2 separate regions of the Mus musculus genome follow, and region 1 is linked to region 2. Evidence: chromatin contacts called from public promoter capture Hi-C data. All regions are on one chromosome and are shown on one strand. The core of a region is the stretch at or near the end of the contact, and the rest is flanking DNA. Distances in the headings are between cores, read along the strand shown.

Region 1 (5,763 bases), core at 1,207-3,706, 3.1 Mb after region 2:
CTTATCTTTACTTCTTACTTTTATTTTTATGTATATAGGTGTTTTTCGTGTGTGTGTGTGTGTGTGTGTGTGTGTGTGTGTGTGTGTGTGTGTGTGTCTGCACGTCACAAGCATACAGTGCAGGCCAGAAGAAGGTCAGACCTCCTGGGGCCAGAGTTACTGCTCGCTAGGAACCACCATGTGAGGCATGGGATTAGAACTCAGATTCTCTCAAAGAGCAGACAGTCAGTCATCTCTCCAGCCCTGAAAAAAATGAGTGCATCTTCAAAACAAAACAAAACAAAACAAAACAAAACAAAACAAAACACCTCTCAGGACTACTTGCCCAGCATGACCCTTGGACTCAATCCCCAGGACACCCCCCCCCTCAATAAAATCCTTTCATGTCCACCTTTTCCTCCCTGGGGAATGTTCTGTTTGATGAGTTTCTGCCCTGCTCCACAGCATCTTATAAACTCAGGCCACGATGCCACCGCCTTACCGGTCTTATCTAACCAGCTCATCTGAAGGAGCAGCCTGGGTCTGTGGCACTTGTCACACCAGCTCAATTCTTTCCCCAGCACCTCTCTCGACCCAGTATTATTAGTCTGTTTATTTTCTGCCTGTCCAGGAGGTCAGGGAGACTGATGACCTGTGCATAAACTGACTGTTCACGAGGCCAGCACACAAGTTTTTACTGTTGCTGTTTTAGTTTAGTTTGGTTTGTTTGCTTTAAGAGACAGTGTTTCTCTGTGGTAACAAACAGCCCTGGTTGTCCTGGGACTTGTTCTATAAACTAGGCTGGCCTTGAACTCAGAGATCTGCCTACCTCTGCCTCCTGAGTGCTGGGACTAAAGGCGTGTGCCACCACACCTGACTAAGCTTGCAAGTTTTTGTTGGAATTGTGTGGTGCTTTTTGGCATTTTTTTTCTCTGTTGTATTTGTTTTGGGCCTTTTGGTTTTTTGTTTGTTTTTTTTTTTTTTTCGAGACAGTGTTTCTCTGTATAGATAGCCCTGGCTGTCCTGGAACTCACTTTGTAGACCAGGCTGGCCTCTAACTCAGAAATCCACCTTCCTCTGCATCCCAAGTGCTGGGATTAAAGGTGTGTGCCACCATCCAGCAGTTTCTTGTTTTGAAAGTCTCATTGTATAGATCTGCTGGGTCTCAAACTCGCAGGCATCTATCTGCCAGCCTCTGCCTCACAAGTGCTAAGATCAAAGGCGTGCCCCACCACACCCGGCCTATTTTTCTGGTTCTTCAGAGACAGTAGCCAGTCTAGTACTGAATTCACTTGACCTTGAACTTTTTCCTCTGGCTTCCTTCTCCTGAGAGCTGGGATGTACCACCATACCTAGAAGTTGGCAGTATTTTTAAGTTAAGAGATTTTATATAAAGCACCCACTCTTTGGGGAGCATTTGAATAAAGTCTGACACAGTAGTTATCAGCCTCTGGTTCTCCTATTGGCCCCCACAAACCCAGTTACATCACACTTGGCTGTCTCTTTTTTTTTTTTTTTTTTTTTTTCGGTTTTTCGAGACAGGGTTTCTCTGTATACCTTGGCTGTCCTGGAACTCACTCTGTAGACCAGGCTAGCCTCGAACTCGGAAATCCGCCTGTCTCTGCTTCCCAAGTGCTGGGATTAAAGGTGTGCGCGGTGGCACTTGCCTTTAATCCCACCACTCATGGGGCAAAAGCAGACCCCATGTGGCCAGCCTGGTCTATAGAGTTCCAGCACAGCCAAAACCCTGTCTTGAAAAAACAAAAAGAAAGGTTAACTGCTTTGAAAAAAATATTCACCTAGACTCTACAAAGGCTTTACCTCACACACAGGCTTGTAGGACAAAAGGCATCCTGTGAGGCTTGGACATTTTTTTCCTGGGGTCCCCACTCCTACCTAAGGGACTACTTCCTTCCTTAGAAGAATTAATCTAAATAATAATTTTTGGTTACCAATTTTAAAACATGCTAATCCAAATGATACCCTATATAAGGTCCAAATTTTGATCACGTTATTTTATGCTGATTAAATGGCTATATCTGTGAATACGTGCAGAGAAGGGTAGGTTGATGGGTGGCTGGATCAGTCGAATTTTGGAGGACCCGCACGTAATTACCCTTTAAAGCAAATCGATCCTCACCCTAAGACCCATCTCAGAGCTAGTGCCAGGACCCCAACAGGGTCAAGATGGTAGAACGTGCGGTAGGCGCAGGCGCGCTCGAAACCTCCGCCAGTTTTCGCGGCCGCTCAGACAACTACCATGCCCACTGCGCAAGCGCGCAGGCGGACCAAGCTTTCCCTCCCCCCTCTCGCCCCTCCCTGAGTCAACAGAACATCCTTTCCAGGCCAAACCCAGTGCGCACGCGTCAAGCCTTGACTCCGCCCCCCGACCAATAGGAAGCCGCAGCGCTCGGGCGTCCGGGAGCTTGACTCCATGGGTGGGGCCGAGACGTGAGGGCAGCGCGCTGGCGTCACAGGGGCGGCTATATAAGTGAATACAGGCGCCGCCCCTCCGCCCCAGTCACTGAGCCGCCGCCGAGGACTCAGCTGCCTCCCCCTCGAGCCCCCTCGCTTCCCGACGCTCCGTCCCCCCCGCCCGCCTTCTCCCGCAGCCGCCTTCCGCAGGCCGTTTCCACCGAGGAAAAGGAATCGTATCGTATGTCCGCTATCCAGAACCTCCACTCTTTCGGTGAGCCTGGGGAAGGTCGCGCGGGCCTGGGGGGGGGGTGGCGGGGTCGGAGCTCGGAGAGCCGCCGAGCGCGGCGAGCCCATCTTAGCTCGGGCTGGAGGGGTGGTGATGCCCGTGGAACCGAGATCTGCGCCCAGGGTCGACCTCTGAGGGTGCCCGGAAGAAACGGGTGGGAGGTGAGCCCTTGGGCGGGCCCGGCGTCTCGGGTGGCGCATTTACTAATGGCTCCTGCCTCTCGGCGAGCCACACCCGCCCCCTCCCGCCACCCCTGCGTCATGTCCTCTACGTCACCGTCGTTGTCTCGGAGCTGGGAGGGAAGGCCCCGCCTCGGGAGCCTGGCTTCCGGTAGGTTGCATCAGCCGGGTGGGGCGCTGCCTGCCCACTAGGTCTCTCCAGCACGTGATCAGCCTTGGCGGGAGGGCTGGCCTAGAGCAGAAAGCTAGCTCTAGTACTGGCCAGTTCCCGGAGGGACAACAAAGGACACCTCCGGATTATTTCTTCACAGACCCCTTTGCTGATGCAAGTAAGGGTGATGACCTGCTTCCTGCTGGCACTGAGGATTATATCCATATAAGAATTCAACAGAGAAACGGCAGGAAGACCCTTACCACTGTCCAAGGGATCGCTGATGATTACGATAAAAAGAAACTAGTGAAGGCGTTTAAGAAGGTGGGTCTGCTGTGGAGAGAGCACGTTGTATGGTCTACCAAGGGAGAGGGTGCAAACGTCAAGGGAGTCCGTGTTGATGGCATGGCCTCTTAGATGCTGCATCCTTTTGTCCTTGCAGAAATTTGCCTGCAATGGTACTGTAATTGAGCATCCAGAATATGGAGAAGTAATTCAGCTACAGGGTGACCAGCGCAAGAACATATGCCAGTTCCTGATAGAGGTGAGTTTAGGCCGCCCTCAATGCATTATGGGTTTCCTGAATTTCTAATCCTTACAGTTGAGCTTTTAAATACATGTAGACATTCCCACTTTCAAACAGTACTTGGGGGTGGCATAGGGAAGTTTTAGTAACAGTGGTCAATTGAACCATTGTGTCTACTGGGATAGACTGAAGTACTCTTCTTTATTGGGACTCCTTGCAAGGTGTATATGGGAGAATCTGTTGACGTCATGTAACCTGTCCCTCTCCCTTGTCCTCTTTTTGCAGATTGGGCTGGCTAAGGACGATCAGCTGAAGGTTCATGGGTTTTAAGTGCTTGTGGCTCTCTGAAGCTTAAGTGAGGATTTCCTTGCAATGAGTAGAATTTCCCTTCTGTCCCTTGTCACAAGTTTAAAAACCTCACAGCTTGTATAATGTAATCATTTGGGGTCCGCTTTTAACTTGGACTAGTGTAACTCCTTCATGCAATAAACTGAAAAGAGCCATGCTGTGTAGTCTTGAAGTCCCTCATTTAAACAGGTTGAGCAGTAAGCCCTGGCAGTGTCCACCCTGGAACAAAGCAATGACAAGGTTTCAGCCAAGCCAAGAACCCCAAGATCACAGGAGGCTATGTCTGACCAGAGGCTCCTTGGGGCTCCCTGGACAGAGTCCCCTGCCCTAGGAGAGTGTCACCACTTGAACAGAATGGGTAACACTGCCCCAGCTATGTCACTAGAGGGAGTCTCTGGCCCTGGTATCTGACCAGGTAGAATTCAGAAAGGGCTACCTTTCCAGAGAAGTCATGGACATTTAGTTCACCACCAGGGTGGTCTTTTGAAGCAGATCTATCCTAGCCGGGAGGTGTTGCGACATGAAGGGTGAGGCCAGCCCGGAACAAATGCCAAGCTGGTGCCATTGGCTGTGTGGCTAGCTGTAGAGGCTTCAACTCAGTACGAGCCAGTGCCATGTGAAGGAACAAGCTGGTCTTTTGGTTTTCTTTCCCCCTCCAGTTTCAATGTTATGTAATGTATTTAAATCCTTATTTAAATAAAGCTTGTTTTCAGAAACGCCTGATGTCCAGATTGCACTTGGTCAAGCTACATACAGAGAGGGATCACAAAGACAGGCTCAGTTGGGAAGCATTTACCAGAGCTGTGCCCATCACTTATCAACACAGATGGAATTCATTCTGGAGCTGATATGCTTACAAAGCAGCTGGAGCCCTGTGGCTGTTGGGCTATCTTAGTAACGTGGGGGGGGGGGCTGCTTTGTAACACTCAGCTTGAATTCTAGGGCAGGATTAAACTAGCCATGTTGGATTTTGTAGTGAATTTGATCCTGGGGACCTATATGATAGAGAACTGGCTCTAAAAGGTGGCCGCCTGACCTTGCAAAGTATTGAAGTGTAGGGAGAATGAGGATCCCCAAATGATGGTCATCCTGGGTCAGCATTTGGGAAGTATAAAGCTGCCTGTAGTCTAGTCCTTGTGTTTAGTCCTGCGTTGGAAATCCTGAGGGCATAAGGCAAGCAAAGTTGTGGATCTCAGGAGTAGAAGGTCCCCACTCCCACAAGTTCTGATACCCCATGGTCCCAAGCTCCACACAACTTTTTGAGGAACTATCCTAGTCCTATCTGTTCCGGAGCTCTTATATACCAGACTGGCCTAAAACTCCCAATCTACCTGCCCCTGCCTCCAGAGTGCTGAAATTTAAAGCTGTGCACTACTGCTTGGCTGAAACTGCTCTAAATGCTGACAGATGTCTCAGGTTCTGTTGAAAAGGCAAAGTACAGTCCTAGTACATGAGAAAATAAAATGTACACAGTAAGATAATAAAAAGCCAGGCAGTGGTGGCACACACCTTTGATCCCAGCACTTGGGAGGGAGGCAGAGGTAGGCAGATTTCTGAGCTCAAGGCGAGCCTGGTCTACAGAGTGAGCTCCAGGACAGCAAGGGCTACACAGAGAAACCCTGTCACGAAAAGCCAAAAAAAAAAAAAAAAAAGTACACAGTAGTACACAGTACTTAGTGCTAGCCCATTTCTTTTATACTTATAAAAAATCAGGCCTAATGGCACACACCTGTGATCTCAGTTCCCCAAGCCTGCCTGGGCTATAAAGTAACTTTGCAAAATCTAAAAGATCAATAGAACTGGGAATATCTGGTAGTAATAGGGCACTTGCCTAGCATTTCTGAAGCCCTAGGTTTCCATACCCAGCAAGAATAGG
Region 2 (5,345 bases), core at 1,565-4,064:
AGCACTCTGGACAGTTCCACAAGGAACGTGGGCTGTGGAGAAGGTGCATTTGCAAGCATATTAGCAATTTCCCCTTGCTTATAAAGTACTAAACTAGAGAAGCACACAAAATTTAGATCAAATCAAGGTATCTCAGGAAACTGGGAAATCTCTCTTTGAAATAGTACCTGCCTAGACTCAACATTGAAGAGGTTTCCTTGGGTTCAAAAAGTTAAGGCCTGACTAAGCAACAAAAGCCACTTCAAGGACAAGTCACCTGCTATATGAAGAAACAGATTCCTCCTATCAAGAACATGTTTTGAGCCCAAGTCTAATAAATATCTCCCCAGAATTAAAGGCAAGTCGATGCCTGGTGACACGGCAATCCTAGTGACAACTTTCTCCAAGCATGTACAACAATGTCCAGTACTGCAAATCAGCTCAACGAAAAGAATTCTTGAAAAGTATATTAAAAAAAAAAAAATCTTGTTCAAAAACATCAGGACAGCCCTGTGATCTCATGTAAGGCATCCTTTCTAACATATGTGTGCCAGTCTAACATACATGTAAGACCGAGTCCTCCGTGTTTTAGTTCTGCATGTTCAACAAAAGGGATCTGTAAGCCAAAGTGTTAACTAGTTTTCAGAAATTGAAAGAATATGACAATGTGAATGATGAATTGTCAAGAGAAATTGGTTTCATCCCAGCACTTAGGAGGCAGAGGCAGGTGGATTTCAGAGTTGGGAGACCAGTCTGGTCTACAGAAAGTGAGTTCCAGGATAGTCAGGGCTATATAGAGAAATCCTGTCTTGACTCCCCCCCGCCCAAAAAAAAAAAAAAAAAAAAGAGAGAGGGGAAAAAAAAAAAAAAACTGGCTTCATTTAGAAGCAGAACATACCAGGGAGCCTATGGTGTTTTGGACCTAATGTGAACTAACAATGAATCATCCAAAAATCTATGTTTTGAAATACAGGTCCAAAAGATAATCATCTATAACACCCCCCTTCCTCTTTCTGAGCATACAGAGGCACACACAGGGGGGTGGGCCTGTACGTAATCTGTCCAATCAGGAATGTTATAGAAGGCCAAAGTAGACACTTTTTTTAGTGTTAGCAAACTCTTCAAACACAGGAGATAATTCTCAATGTAAGCAAACTCTACAGTAGGCTCAGAACACAATTCTCCAATTTCTATTCTGTGCCACTGAAGAGTTAGGAGCAGGAAAAAGGGCTTCTTGCAAAGTAGCAAAAGCAAAACCAAGAATATACTATGAGCAGAATTCTCAGTCTACACTAAAAAGGAAATGCTTGGAAAGGTGTGAGATAAAAAAACCTTAACACAAGTCGCTTACCTCTCCACCAAAAGTGGTCAGTACAAATCAGATATGTCGCTGTATGGATGTTACTATTTTGCAAAGCTCTCACAAAGGACATTGGGTTACAATGTTTTTTTTCACTTTTTAAAACTTCCTACCTTTAAAGAGACTTTCCATATCATCCACGCTTCCCTCCCCTTCCCCCAAAAAGGAGAGGAGAAACATTCTGGCAATAGGCTGCTTCAATAATCCCACATTTTCCTATACAAAAGTCAGTCACTTTTTCTTTTCTCAAATGTACTTCTTAAATCCGAAAGTATGAAAAACGGGGTTACATTTGTGATTTATCAGAGAATAGGCTCAATCTCAGAAATGAGCCTCAGCCTGAGATCCTTAAAGATGAGTTCTCTGAAAACCTAAGTCCAAACAGAACATTCGTGCACTTAGACCAGGAATGGGATAATAATGGGCAAGAAAAAGAAAAAAATTGTGGCAATGGGTCCAGAGGTGGTCGGGTGCCAGGCGTGGCCATGAGCACAGACCAAGGGAGCTGGGGAAGGGTAGGGCTCTGGGAAGTAGTTGCATACTGCCTCAAAACCAGGGGACAGGAAGGAGAGGCCGGCCGCAGCCAGTACAAGGCAGGCGGCAGGGCGCAGAGCTTCCACATGGCCCCTAGGCCCGGCTCCCCAACCCCCACCCTTGCTGAACACGCAGCGCCATGCAACCTAACTTCCCTTCCCTCCCTCTTTCTCCCTCCCGCAGCACCGCCGCCCTCAGGCCGCGTGGCGATTGGACGGCGATCACCCCGGCGCGCCTCGCTATTGGCCAGACGCGGGGCTCGGGGCGGGACACACCCACCGGCTTCCCGATGGCGGGGTTAGGTTGGGCCGGGCGGGGGGGTAGGGGGACGAGCTGGGGCGGGGTGGGTTCCTGAGGCCTGGGCCTCCAGGAGGGCGGGAAGGGCCGCACGCAGGGATGGGGACGCGGCGGGATGGGGCGCGGCGGGGCGGCACGCACCAGATTCTCCACGGCCGCACGCTCGAGGAACTTCTGCGCCGCTTCCAGCTCCAGCCGATCTGCCGGGAGAGATGGGGGGAGAGGCAGCGGGGTCAGAGGGGCCACCCCCTCCCCCACCCCGGTCACCTCGGCCCGACCCCCCGGCCCCGAGTCCTACCCGGAGACACGGTCTTCTCGAGGATGGTTATGAGCTCCATGGCGGAGGTGACGGCGGCGGGGACTCCTCGCAAGACGGCGGCCCGGCCTGTCGGGCGGCGGCTCCGACTGGGGATGGGGGTTGGGGGTCGGGTGGGAAGGGAGGGTGGGGTGGGGGGTGGGGGTCACCACAAGCCCATTCACCGGCTGCCTCTGGCCAGGCGCTCCGGCTCCCCTTCCTCCCCGCTCTCCTTCCTTCCTTCCGCCCTCCTAATGTGCTAGGCGGCAGCAGCTGCTCCTCTGGCGGCGGGGGAGGGACCCCGGGGGCAGCTCGGAGCGCGGCTGCTGCTCGGGCGGCGGAGGGAGAAAGGAAGGGCGGCAGTGAGTGAGTGAGAGGCGGATCGCAGGGAGGGAGAGAGATCGAGGGAGGGAGGCGGAGGGATATCCTTGCCGGACCTCTCCGCGGCGGCACCGCGCTGCCCAGCGATTGGCTACGGCCGGGGCCACGCGGAACCCCCGATTGGCCGGACGGCTAGCGTTGAAGGGCCGCCACGCGCCCATTGGCCTGCGGGCTTCAAGGTCCGGTTGGCTGGGCGGGCAGCGGGATGGGGCGTGCTTATTGGTCGAGGGGAGGGGCTCTGGGGTGGGGCAGGTAAGAGCGCGCCGCTGATTGGGCTGGCCCGGTAAAGGCCTTCGGGCTCAGCCCGGCTGTGCGCGGGGAGAAGGGTGGGCGGAAGGTAAAGGCTCCAGGCGCGTCGGATTGGCTGGGATCCTGGACGTTGATAGGACGGGGCGCCGGGAGAACTGAAGCGAGGAGTTCGGGGTCGCCGCCGCGCGGAAAGGCGGGAGGCGCCCAGGCTCTTAGGAGTCTGGCGCGGAGCACGACGGGACGCCTCCGGGGTGGGGCGGAGCTGCGCGCGAGTGGCTCGGACTGCGCGCTACGGAGAGCCGTCACTCGCCGCGGTGTACGGAAAGCGAGCCTTTCGCGGGCCTCGGAGGGGGCGGGGACGGGAACCGTTAAAGTCCTGCGCCGCGCCCACAGGAAGCTGCCTTCATGGTGAGGTCGGCTTGCTGCCGCGCTCTGTGCGGAACCGGACCATGAGAACCACGTGGTTCACCTTCCAACGTGCGGATTTGCAAACTGAAGCCCAGAGAGAGAGTGGAGCCTGTCCAAGGTCACACAGCCCATTCCAGACTCGAGCAGAGCTGGCTTCAGGCGCCCCTAATTGCCCTTGGAGACCCCGTCGGGGCCCTGGACTGTTAACAAAGTTTCGCGGAGGCGCGTCCTTAGACCACTTAGCAGTTCCCATAAAGCTTTGATGTCCAGACTTCGTTTACAAGATCTGTGTAGTATTATATAAAGAACGTGTGCATTGACGAGCTGTAGCGACACACCTGCCATCTCAGTATCCCGAAGCCTGAACTACAGTCTGAGATCTTGTTTCAAAAACAAAAAACAAATACAACAAACAAGATAAAAATACGTTGCATATAGTTGCTTAACATTCCCCTCCCCTCATTTGGATACCCAGCTGCAAGTCATGGGGGGATTAGGAGCATATGGGTCAAAATAGCATGTAAATTGTATTGTTTTTAAGGTGTAAAGAAATTGCCCTACACTAGCCACACTTTGGAAACTTGGGATTTAGTGTTCTCTGAAACACTTAAAGTCATAGCCTCGTGGGGTTTTTTAATTGTGTGTATTTTCTGCCTGTAATGTATGTTTCCAATGGCTTCATGTATAGATATGTTCTGAATACTTCCACATCTTATCCTGATTTTAAGAAAGATTTTTTTGTTTACTATGCAAGCATAATTTTTGTTTGGCTGTGATTTGTTGGTTGGGTTGGGTTGCCCCCCTCCCCCCACGGTGGGGGGGGGCGGAGCCAGGTGGTTTCTCTGTATAGCCCTGGCTGTCCTGGAACTCATTCTGTAGATTAGGCTGGCCTTGAACTCAGAGACCCACCTGCTTCTGCCTTCAGAGTGCTGGGATTAAAGGCATGGGCCACCAAGATTGCCCAGGAAATGAGTTCTATTGTAATGTATTCATTAGAATGTAATTCGATTTTTCTTTTTTGTGAGTTTATTCTGTTCTGCCTCTTTCAGACAGGATCTCTAGCCTAGAACTCAATATGTATCTCAGACTGGCTTCAATATTTCTGTAGCCTCCCTTCCTTGGAGTCCTGAGTGCTGGAATTACCCATGGTGCTCTCTCTCCACTGTAAGCATGTGCACACACCTACATGCAGAAGCATGCTGGTCCTGTGCCTCCGTAACTCTGATTCTCAAGACAAAAGGCAGACTTAATGCTATAGAAACTTGAAGTTTTGCAACAAGGAATGTAGGCCCGGCTGGAGAGATGGCTCAGCGGATAAGAGCACTGACTGCTTTTCCGAAGGTCCTGAGTTCAAATATCAGCAACCACATGGTGGCTCACAACCATCCGTAAAGAGATCTGACGCCCTCTTCTGGAGTGTCTGAAGACAGCTACAGTGTACTCACATATAATAATTAAATCTTAAAAAAATAAAAAAGAGCTGGGCTTGGTAGTGGACGCCTTTAATCCCAGCACTTGGGAGGCAGAGGCAGGCAGATTTCTTGAGTTTGAGGCCAGCCTGGTAAGAAAGAAAGAAATGTAGGCCCATCATTCCTCATACAGTATTTCAATAATTTACCTAGTGATTTCCTCTAGCTTATCAGCTCCCTAACCCCAACCTTTTGCTCTCAACTAGGAGGACTGCTCTGTATGTGTGGCTTTAAGTCAATGATGGGGAAGCTGGGAATGTATATCAGAGGGGTTGCTTAGTGCATTAACTAGCAGTCCTCCGTAGTTTTATCAGTCCACAGGAATGGGTGCCTTGGAGAAGTAGATATAGGATCAGGAGGAAAGTTCAAGGTC

Evidence for each region. Promoter capture Hi-C pulls out the DNA fragments that hold promoters and counts their contacts.
Region 1: a contact with region 2 is called in a promoter capture Hi-C map of pre-B cells, with 10 times the contacts expected there. The contact joins the promoter of Eif1 here to the promoter of Kpnb1 in region 2. A contact is called at or near these places in 1 of 39 promoter capture datasets (pre-B cells) and 1 of 484 Hi-C or Micro-C datasets (CD8 T cells).

Annotation. Positions count from the first base shown.
Region 1 is chr11:100,317,493-100,323,255 of GRCm38.p6, forward strand. It overlaps Eif1 (eukaryotic translation initiation factor 1), which reads left to right and starts at 2,457. Exons shown (of 4, transcript NM_011508.2): 1 at 2,457-2,668; 2 at 3,174-3,337; 3 at 3,456-3,557; 4 at 3,825-4,607. The coding sequence starts at 2,638. The coding sequence ends at 3,869.
Region 2 is chr11:97,185,078-97,190,422 of GRCm38.p6, forward strand. It overlaps Kpnb1 (karyopherin (importin) beta 1), which reads right to left and starts at 2,815. Exons shown (of 22, transcript NM_008379.3): 1 at 2,469-2,815; 2 at 2,312-2,370; 3 at 1-32. The coding sequence starts at 2,508.